2 separate regions of the Capra hircus genome follow, and region 1 is linked to region 2. Evidence: chromatin contacts called from public Hi-C data. All regions are on one chromosome and are shown on one strand. The core of a region is the stretch at or near the end of the contact, and the rest is flanking DNA. Distances in the headings are between cores, read along the strand shown. Region 1 overlaps DIDO1 (death-inducer obliterator 1). Region 2 holds the start of BHLHE23 (class E basic helix-loop-helix protein 23).

What was found. A called contact is a pair of places that touch in the nucleus more often than the background predicts.
Region 1: a contact with region 2 is called in a Hi-C map of blood, with 6 times the contacts expected there. The contact joins the enhancer-like site here to the promoter of BHLHE23 in region 2. A contact is called at or near these places in 2 of 5 Hi-C or Micro-C datasets (blood and liver).

The regions. Positions count from the first base shown.
Region 1 is chr13:53,823,447-53,828,610 of ARS1.2, forward strand. The region is part of intron 7 of DIDO1 (death-inducer obliterator 1); the gene reads left to right. Among named protein-coding and RNA genes, the nearest start is that of TCFL5, 26 kb to the right of the region's middle. Within about 2 kb of position 2,410, at least 3 of the 5 cell types and tissues checked have an H3K27ac peak or open chromatin away from gene starts, as enhancers often do.
Region 2 is chr13:53,744,587-53,749,746 of ARS1.2, forward strand. It overlaps BHLHE23 (class E basic helix-loop-helix protein 23), which reads left to right and starts at 3,229. Exons shown (of 1, transcript XM_005701397.3): 1 at 3,229-5,160. The coding sequence starts at 3,430. The coding sequence ends at 4,098.

The DNA.
Region 1 (5,164 bases), core at 1,160-3,659, 78 kb after region 2:
CAAACATGGGATTTTGACAAAATTTTGAATGAAAAATGAAATTTCTGCAGTTTCCTTTAGCTTTGAGAATTAAAATGGGAACCCCGGCAGAACCTGTGTGCCAGGTCCAGTGATGCTGAGCAGCCTGCTGGGACACAAGCGTGGCCCCCGTGAGCCATGTGTCCAGTCTCCAAGTTGCGGCTCCAGGACTCAGGGACAATGGTTTCACAGGGGTGACACCTGTCACAGGCTGTGAGAGGAGAAGAGCTTCCCAAAGCAGAGCAGTCAGTAGCGATGGCCCGCTCGGAGAGACATGTTTTATCAGCTGCATAAGGCATTTTTATCCATCTCTTCCAGGATAGTGGCAAAAAAAAAAAGTTTGGTGACAGACTAGCTTTGCACATCTGCATCTGTCCCCCCACTTGGAGAGTCAGAACCTGTTCTCATACAGGGTTCACCAAGATGGCTGTTTTTTGTTACCCCTACAGCTGGAATGTTTTTGGATGTCATTGACATTACCTGGTATTTCTAAGTATTTTACTTCTCACAAGTGTTGGATTTTTTTAATAGCCAGCTGTTCAGAAAGTTAGTGCAGGGAAGGTTTCGCATGCACAGGTGTTTTTCTGACAGACCCTCAGGTGTGCCCAGGCTGTTCCCTGTAGTTCTGGTGTTTCACCAGGGGGATGGGGTAGAAGCTTCCAGCAGGACTGGTCTTGCTCACCACGCCTGCTCTTCTGTGGCCTGCGTGTGGCCTGTGGGGCTCTGCGTCCCCTGTGACACATGCAGACAAGCCCTGAGGCAGAGTCCCGAGGTGGCATCGAGTCCACAGGCCTCTCTGAAGATGCAGCTGTAAATCCTCCTCTGTGGTACACGAGGCTCGGGTGTACTTGAACAGTTAACATCCTCGATGTTTGTTGCACATCACTGTGCATATATATAGTTATAGTCTTTCTTCTGAAAGTTAAAGAAGTTAACCTAAGAAGATCGATAAGAAAGTTTTCCACTTTAAATTTATGTAAACGAAGCTTGGGGCATTGCCGTGCACCGGGAGGCATCAAAGGACAAACACCAAGGTAACTGCCGCTTAACCCTTGGGGTCAGCAGGTGCCTTGGGCCACAGGCTCCACTGAGCGCCACCCTTGGGGACTAGGGGCCTGTGGGGTGGGGGCAGTAAGCGTCCAACCTGCCCCTGGCCCCATAATGATTCTTAGAGTTGTAGATGATTTAGTCACAGATGAGTGAAAACTGAACCTCATTAAAGTAGGAGTGCCTGTTGGCAGGGTCAGAGCTCAGGATACGCATCAGCTCTGCTCCTGGTGGGGTCTTGGGGTGGAGGTCACCCCCACCACTAGCCATGCAGGCAGGACACGGGAACACTGCCTCCCATGGCCTCCGTCCCATGTCATCCTAGTGATTCCTGTTGAAGGGGTGACTTTGACTGTTTCTTTCATACATTACCAACCTATTGTGAATCATTCAGTATTTTATTTTCAAAATACTGTATGTGAAACTATTAAAACAGGAAGGGTTGTTTGCCTCTGAAAGTGTACTTGGTTTTTTGCAAATTTATTATGGATCGTTCTATGCACCTCTGTAGGTGTAAGTCGCTCAAATACTGGATATCAGTAAGAAGTCCATCTGGACAAGCTTTGGCCCCAAAGCAGGGCAGTTAGGCTATGCACGCACATACAGACCCCTGCTGTGAGAGCGCAGGGCCAGAGCTCAGGCCTCCTGAGTTTTCTGTGTACCACCACCCCCCCATGTAAGCATTACTACTACTGCAGGAGAGATTCACTGAAGAATACTTAATTAAGCAAAGGTACAAAAGCAAAATGGTGTTTTTCACACCAGGAGGAGTCAAAAAGTTAAAATGAGAGGCATCCTGATACATGGCCAGGCTGAGCTGAAAATACAGCTGCTGATAACTGTGGAGTCCATCCCCCAGATGCACTATGGCCTCTGAGCCCTGGCTGGTCCCCTTACCCGATCCTTGGGCGGTAGCTGCCTTGTCTGGGCAGGTTTGTAGCCACGTGGGAATGGGCAAGGGGGGAAAGGGAGGGGGTCCTCTACTCACACCATGTGGTGAGTCTTACTTGGCGCGTGGTCACACCAGAAGCTCTAATTCCTTTGACATTTACAGCCTGTGCTTCCCAAGAAGTGTCCCCCTGCCAATGCTTCCCCTGTACTCCACTTTCATTGTGACTCTAAGCCTCGTATCTAGGGGCTTTTCAGGGTAAATTGGTACCTCATTTGGGCAGGACGAAAGGCATAAAGCCATGGCCGTCTCTCAGGGTTTCTCGCCGGGCCCTGTGGGAGCCACCCTGCAACAGCCTTGACTGGGCGCGAGCAGCGCGGCGCTGCTACCTCGTCCTGCTGCAGCTGCACAGCACTGTCTGCCCGAGGAGGGCGGCCCTCCGCGCCTCTGTCCTCCCGTCCCCACCGAGGCCCACCAGTGCCACCCAGTGGCCAGCGAAGCTGTAGTGCCACAGCTGCCTCACCGAGTGACAAGGCCTCCGGTTTCATGCTGATTGGGAAATTAGCCAATTAGAATGTTGCTGGTCCCTGAACGCACCGGCCTGCCTGGTTCCTACCGGGCTCCACCACAAACAACTCATTTCCAGTACAAACCAATGGCCGGACCCAGCAGAAACGACGTCATCTGGGGCAGTGACCAGGCCACCGGGCAGCTTTTCCTTCTCTAGCTGCTCCCCAAGAAAACACCTAGCGTGGAACTCAGGCCACTGCCACAGGCAGGACCCCAGGATGACCCAGACTGGGCACACACTCCTGGGGGAGGGGGCTGTGTTCTTCCAACTTGCAGGCTGGTAGTTTTCCCTGCTTCCTGACAGCACTGGGGGGGTCTGCCGTCTCTGGAGCCACGATGCCTTGGGGGTGCTGCTTTCCTTCCCTTCTGTGAAGGTGCACACACGGTAACAGGAGTTTGGGTGAAGAGTTGGCCGGTGCAGTTAAAGCTTTACACAGATGAGTGTCACTGTCGCACTCCAGTGCTGTGTGGTGTCCTGCCATCCCAGCAGCAACCAGCCCACCTGTGACAAGGGGCACAGAGACAACTAGCTGTTAAGGTCCCACCACTGTCCACATTTTTACCAATTTCTTAATTTATACTAGTTACACCTACTTACATACTCTGAGATACAGGGAAGGCAGGATGAAAGGTGACGTTAAAAAGCCAGAAGCAACTAGTTTTCCAAGAGAGCAGAAGGCTGGTTCGGGAAAGCTGTCCCCTAATTCTCAGGTGATGTTCACTTACTGCACCTGCTCCTGGACAGCAGGTTGCTCACTTCAGTCACCTGGACTGGGAATGGCCCAGAAATAAGCTTCTGGCTTGTGTTTCCAAGTGAGAGCACCGGTGAGACAGCACAAGCGTGGGTCTTAGGGAGTGAAGGATGTGAAGTTAACAGGAATTGTCATCTGAAACAATGTAGATGCCACGTGGCAGGATTTGAGACCCCACCACAGGTGCCTCATTGAGGATTCTGGAAGCACTTTAGGCTACCATTTTGGAGTTACTTAAAAATGCTGTTAAAAATAATCTCAGTGAAGTTTGTAGAAAAGCTGGCTGGGCTGGTTTTAGGTCTGAATTTTAATGCGGACAGGCTGGTTCCTTCATCCCCTGCTGGTGGTCACATCTGGGACCGCATCCTGCTGCACTCTGCTCCGTCCCTTCCCCCAAGAAGAGGGCCTTCACCAGTCTCATTTAACCTAAACTCTAGCAGTCTGCACATTAGGTGCTGCAGACCCTCTTAGCCAAGTCTGAGCTGGTGAAGAAAAGTTTCCGCGTACTGAGGTGTGGCAACTCCCTTAGGGACGTGAACTTGAGCAGACGAAATAATACGCACAGAAACGTTGTTTTTCATTTTAGTAACTGTGAGGTCCCCAGTTTTACTGTATTAACTGATTTGCTAATGGGATGTGGGTATTGGCCAGTGGGGCAGATGTAGAGCATGAGTGGGCCCTCCACAGGGAGTGGGTGGTCTTGGGAAAGCCTAGACAGCATCACATGGGGATGCCAGCAGACACAGGACTAGTGGTTGGGACACTGTGGGTGAGGGGCATGAATCAGGCTCTGTGAGATGAAAATGAGAGACTGGAAGTCAAGATTGTTGCTTGATGACAGTGAACTGCCTCTAACCCGACTCTTAGTTAAAAGTGTTGGGTGTGCATAGTAGCCCTGTTTCAAACTTGGTTAAAAAGTAATTTCCCTTAAACTATGAAGTGGAAAAAACTGCAGTCCCTGGGCTTTTAGCACCCTGTCTGCCCTGGCATTGCCAGTGTTGGAGGCAGGGCATTTCTGGAGGGCAGTGCTCTGACCCTGTGCCAGGATGGCCCTGCGGGATGTTGGCTGTGAATGCCTTGGGGCTGTTGTGGGGTCAAGCCTTAGCTGCAGGTAGGGTCTCACTTTCCACACTGGACTTTCCCTGGGTCTCCCTAGGACAGTTGTAAGAAGCACCAGCGGGTGACAAATTGGTGGCTCTAATCTCTGGGTAAAGTGGGAAGGTTGCTGGAACATCTTGAAGTCTCCCATTTAGGTGCTGGGGGCTCACCATGCTGGGGGTGTTTGAGAAGTCTGCACTTGGGCAGGCAGTCTCTCCATCGGTCTCATGTGAGATGACCACCTGGCCCAGGTGGTGTCCCCATGCTGTCCCAGCTCGCACCCTGGACCCGCCTGTCCCCCCATCCTGCCCATTTGGGTCCAACCATTCTGGGCAGTGGACTGGAGTGGGGCTGTCTGGGAGTGGGCCACAGAACCCAGTATCAAGAGACTAGAAAAAAAGGTCGGTGACGGCTGGTTTTAGGTCTGGTTCTGAGAATGACCTGCCTTGCTTACCTGCAGGTGCAGCTCTCTTGGCCTGATACAGGGTTAGATACACTCCATGAACATGAAGTACTGACATAAAGATTTCCGTTTTAGCTTTTGACCACATCCCTGTCTGGGTTAAAAGCTCGAACCTACTGTCTTAGCCAGTAACAAGCTGCAGCTGGAGGCATGTGAATGGAAATGTGTTGTGGACCTGCCACCCAGCTCCTGGTATAAAAGTAGCTGGCCTCCCCATGTTGCGGTCTTCTCCCAGAATCCTATGTCTCATTAATCTTACCATGTCCAATTGACTTTCTGAAAGAATGATGAACACCTGTGAGCCCCTTACCCCCGGGATGGACTGTT
Region 2 (5,160 bases), core at 1,979-4,478:
TGTGATGTGGCAGTCGTGAGCAACATTCAGGAGATGGTCAGACCAGGGGACTGTCTCCTACATACCTCACCCAAAGGCCACAAACCAGCAGCTTATACAGCATTAACACCTCCTCTCCTGCAACGTGGATAAACTTGGAAACACGCTCAGTGAGAGAAGCCAGTCACAAAAAGCCACACAGCGTGTGAGTCCATTTACGTGAAATGTCCAGAGCAGGCAAATGCATGAAGACAGAAGGCAGATGCTGGTTGCCATGGGTTTTGTGAAAGAAGGAAAGGGAGGGATGCGGGTCTAACCGTATGTGGGTCTTTTTGGGGTGACAAACGTGCCCTGGAACAGACTATTGTGATGGACACGTGACACTGTGAATAATCTAAAAACCTTGACTTATACACTTTGAATGGGTAGGCTGTGTAGTTAGTACTTGAATTATATCTCGATAAAGCTTTTTTTCAAAAAATTCTTATCACTCTGGACTTGCCCAGCACGGTGCCCACTAGTGGACTGGAGGGAGAGAGGGAGCGGGGAGGGAGGGGTTTATAAGCTGTCAAGTCCTGTCCACATGCAGAAGGTGGTGCTTCTGTGGGGCTTCTAACAACCTTAACAAACAGGTTCTGGTAAGAGGACTGGCAGCATCTTTCTTTGCCTTCCCCCCATGGGGACACGGAGATGGTGGACGGTCCAAGGCCAGAGCTGCCACCTGGAGGCTCTGCCACTCTACTTGGGGCACTTGAAGGGCAATTACCAAGCATTACCCAGAGGTACTGGAGAGAGGTACAGGGAACACACACCCCTAAAATGAACCTCGGCCCAGGCCCTCCATCACCAGAGAGCCCCAGAAACAATGGGGTCAGAGTCTCGCCCCAAATGCAGGACCAGCGCTGCCCCAAAGCAGCTGCTAACCTCTTCCCTGCTTGGCAGGGCCTGACACTTCCTGGCTGTCCCAACCTGCTGCCCTCAGCCTGCCAACAGGGACCTCACCCCAGAGGAACCGCCCACACCAAACACCAAAGAGCCATGACCGCATTTAGCCTTCTGCACTTAGGAAATAGCCCAGAAAAAAAGTCACAACCCAAAAGCAAGTGTGGGCATGCAACACAAAACCAATAAAAACATGAGGAGGTTTGAAATCAATGTTCTTTGGGCCTCTCAGCCATGGTCCAGGATTGGCCACGGAGCCTCTTAGTGTAAACTGCCCATTAGTGACGTTTAGAAAGAAACTGCTGAGACATCAGAAGTGACATAAGGAATAAGGAACACCCTCTGAGCAGGTGGTGGAGCAGGCGGGGTTCTTGCGCCCACCCTGGAAGGCAGCTTCTTCCCCAGGGCTGGCATGCCTTCCGAAGAAGCCGGCCAGGTCTGGGGCAGCGGCCAGGTTTGGGGTAGTAGCTGCCCCTGGGCGCCTTGTGTTTTACCCAATTCTCGTGAAGTACTGGCCTCTGGAGCCGCCACCTCCAAAAGCAGAGATGGGAGACTTGCCAAGGTGTCAAGGGTGCCTCACTGTGCCTGGCTGTGCCAGGAAGCGAGGCTAATGGGGTCCGGAGGGCCTGAGAACGCCCATTAAACAGCAGGGCCCGCAGGTGGAGTGCAATCTCCCAAGCGGCCAGCAGGTGGCAGCGTCAGCCCAAAAACCACTCCTGTCCAGGCATATTCGCGACTCAGCCACGAAGACTGCTTCTACTGCTGGGGTCAGATCCCATTTGGGGGGTGGAGGGGGCGGGGCGGGCTGACATCGGATTTAACTGAACCTCCCAGAGATGCCGACCTGCAGCCACAGCGGGAGCTCTGCTCCAGCCTCGAAAATCGATCTCCTGGGTGCCTGTGGTTTCAATGACTACATATTCTGATGACATACCCACGACCGCACAAATGCCTGCCAGACACCCCTTGGTTGGTTCAAACGCTCCCACCCTCAGTTTATCCACTGAGCCTACCCGACCCCTTAACCCCACCCCCAGCCCTGAGGCCCAGAGGCAGGAGGCCCTCAGCTCCCATCAGACCCCACCACTCGCATGGGCCCGGGGGCATCAGTGGAGCTGGCCCACCTCTGCTTACAACCCCTTTCACCCTGACCAGCTCTACCAGGCCGGGAGGGACACCCAGAAGGAAGCCTCCCAAATCCCCTGAGGGCTGTGGTGCCGCGGTCTGCAGAAAGCGTTTCCCTGAGCTCCTTCTGGGTGGCCTCTGTCCTCCCAGCAAAGACCAAACTCCCCACCAGGACCAGCCACGCGGGCCTCTGCCCCCACCCCCACTCCCGCCCTCTGCCGCCCCTCCAACAGCCTAGATGCGCCCTGCCCCTCAGGGTGCTTCCCCACCCCAGCTGCGGGGCGTCCCCCACTCGCTCTCCAGACTTTGGCCCAGGAGGCAGTGCAGGGGCTCCTTGGAAAAGGCCTCCCCCAGACCCTCCTGGTCCTTCATTCGCAGCCGGACACGCAGGTAGGTCAGACCTTCTCTCCTAAACATCAGCCCCAGGTTCCCTCCCCTCATCCGGGGGCCCAGAGAGCCGGTCTCTGATGTTCCCACGACAGATGATCCACGTGTTTGCGCCTGTCTCCTCCAACACTCCCACCCAGCACCGAAGTCCTGGAGAGCCAGCAGGCCCTGGAAGGGGCGCTGGGAGCGCCCAGTTTGCCCTTCGGGTTACCTGGCTGTGTGGTGCTACTAGGACGCCCACCCGGGAGGAGCGCCCCAGGCGTACGCCCGGCACCTGATGCGGAGTCGGCTGGTCGATCTCCGTGGTGTTCTGCGCGCTCCCTGCTCTGATCCCTGCCTGCGCGACGCCGGACGTAGGTCCTGCAAATGGCACAGAAGAAGAGAAGGAGTCGGACTGAGACGGGTGCCCACGAGGGACAGGAGCGTACAGCGGCTGCACCCCCGGGGGCGGCAGGAGGCAGCGCGGAGAAGCGGGAACAGCGCTCCTAGGCCCCACCGTGTCCACCACTGTCTCCAACCAGACCCCCGGCTCCCTCATCCCGGCGGCTCCCCCACCCTTGGCCGTCGGTCTGCGCCGCCTAAGCTGCCGGGCTCCGGAAAGAGGCGGTCACCAGGTCCCCTCTGATTGGACGGCTACGAAGTCCCAGCGGGCGCCTCCGCACCTTAAAGGGGGAGTGGCGGCGCGAGTGGGAGGTAAAGCGCTCCCCAGCCCAGCCCAGCGCGCGGCGGCGAGAGGTGGGGGTGGGGTGGGGGGCAGTAGGAGAGAAAGAGACGGAATAGGAGGGGGAGGGGAGAAGGAGGAGGGGAGGCGACCAGGAGGCGGGGCCGAGGCCCTGGGAGGCTCGGGGACTGACTGACTGCCGGACGGACGCGCGAGCCGGGAACGGGACCGAGGCGGCGCCAGCGGCCAGCGCGAGCGCGGACCCTGGGGCGGCACGGCCTGGGCCGTAGGAGCACCTGCCCGCCCGGCGGGCCCTCGGGCCCAGAGGCGCGGCCATGGCAGAGCTCAAGTCGCTGTCGGGGGACGCGTACCTGGAGCTGAGCCACGGCTACGCGGCGGCGGGCCTCGCCTACGGGCCGGCCCGGGGGCCCGAGGCTGCCCGCTGTTACGGCATGCCGGGCACGGGAGGTGACCTCCCCGCGGCGTCCGCGCCCCGAGCCCCGGCCGCGGCAGCCGAGAGCAGCGGCGAGCAGAGCGGGGACGAGGACGACGCCTTCGAGCGGCGGAGGCGGCGGCGCGGGCCGGGGAGCGCGGCGGACGGACGGCGGCGGCCCCGGGAGCAGCGGTCGCTGCGGCTGAGCATCAACGCCCGGGAGCGCCGGCGGATGCACGACCTGAACGACGCCCTGGACGGTCTGCGCGCGGTGATCCCCTACGCGCACAGCCCGTCGGTGCGCAAGCTCTCCAAGATCGCCACGCTGCTGCTCGCCAAGAATTACATCCTCATGCAGGCGCAGGCCCTGGACGAGATGCGGCGCCTCGTGGCCTACCTCAACCACGGCCAGGGCTTGGCCGCGCCGGTGGCCGCCGCGCCCTTGGCGCCCTTCGGCCAGGCTGCAGTGTACCCCTTCTCTGCCAGCGCCGCGCTGCCCTGTCCAGACAAGTGCGCCGCCTTCTCCGGGACGCCCTCGGCGCTTTGCAAACACTGTAACGAGAAGCCCTAAGGGCCCTGGGCCGTCCCTCCTTCTGCACGCGTCCTTCATTTTACCTTTCCCCCATGACTGCCACCCTCCCCCACTGGACTGCGCTCACGGGGAGAAGACGGCCGCACCTCGCTTCCAGCCCTTATGCGCTGAGCAGTTGGGCCGGCGGAACAGAAGAGCAAAGCCCAGTCGGGAGTGGGACTGAACCGGACAACGGGGTGCTGGAATCCAGGTCCTAGAGCCTGCAGCGCCCCTGGGCACTCTCCGGACGTCGCCAGCCATCGATCCTGGACAGGACGGGGCTGACCAACCGTGTTTGTCTGGGCGCCACCGGTCAGCCTCAAAAAGAAACCCGGGGTTGCAGTGGGAACAGGGGTTGGCGCCATCCCCGCGCGGGTGATCCTCCCCAGAGCCACCTAGGGGCTCGCAGAGCGCAGGGAAGGAGGGTAGCCCGGGCCCCGGCCCTCTCGGGGCGCGTATTTGGCCTGCGTCCGCCGTCTTGCCAACCACAAGGCCGCGCTCTGGGTGGGAGTGTTCCGCCTCCGCCGGCTCCATGACCCCCTCCCGGTGCCGCAGGAGCGGAACTGCGGGATGAGCCCCAACCCGGTCCCGCAACTGTGGTTGCAAGGAAGCTAGACCGCGGACGCAAGAATACCCCGATTGGTAGCTTTTCGCCTCTCCCGTTTGTTACGTTTCTTTTCTAGCCTGCCTGGAGATGCTGACCTCTGGGTGAGCCGACGTTGACGCCGGCTGCTTCCCATTGTCCCTAAGCAGCCCCTGGACTCTCCAGCCACCACCGCCCTGGCGCGGCCCTGGTGAAGCTTTATGGAGACTGAGATGCGCCCTCTGCTTAAAGGCGGCTGCATGGAGGAGGGCTCCTGGGGTGTCAGGGGAGGGCCTAGTTTAGCCCTGGTGACAGGCCAAGGCCCCTCTCCACCGACCCCGCACAATTCTGGGAGAGGTGACCCGGCCCCGGTGAGTACACGCTGCTGGGGCCACGCCCTGGCCGATGAGCACGGTGATGGGATTTCTTTTAAAGGCAGTTCTCAACTCAGAACTCCGCCACCAGCCGGGGTCCACGCG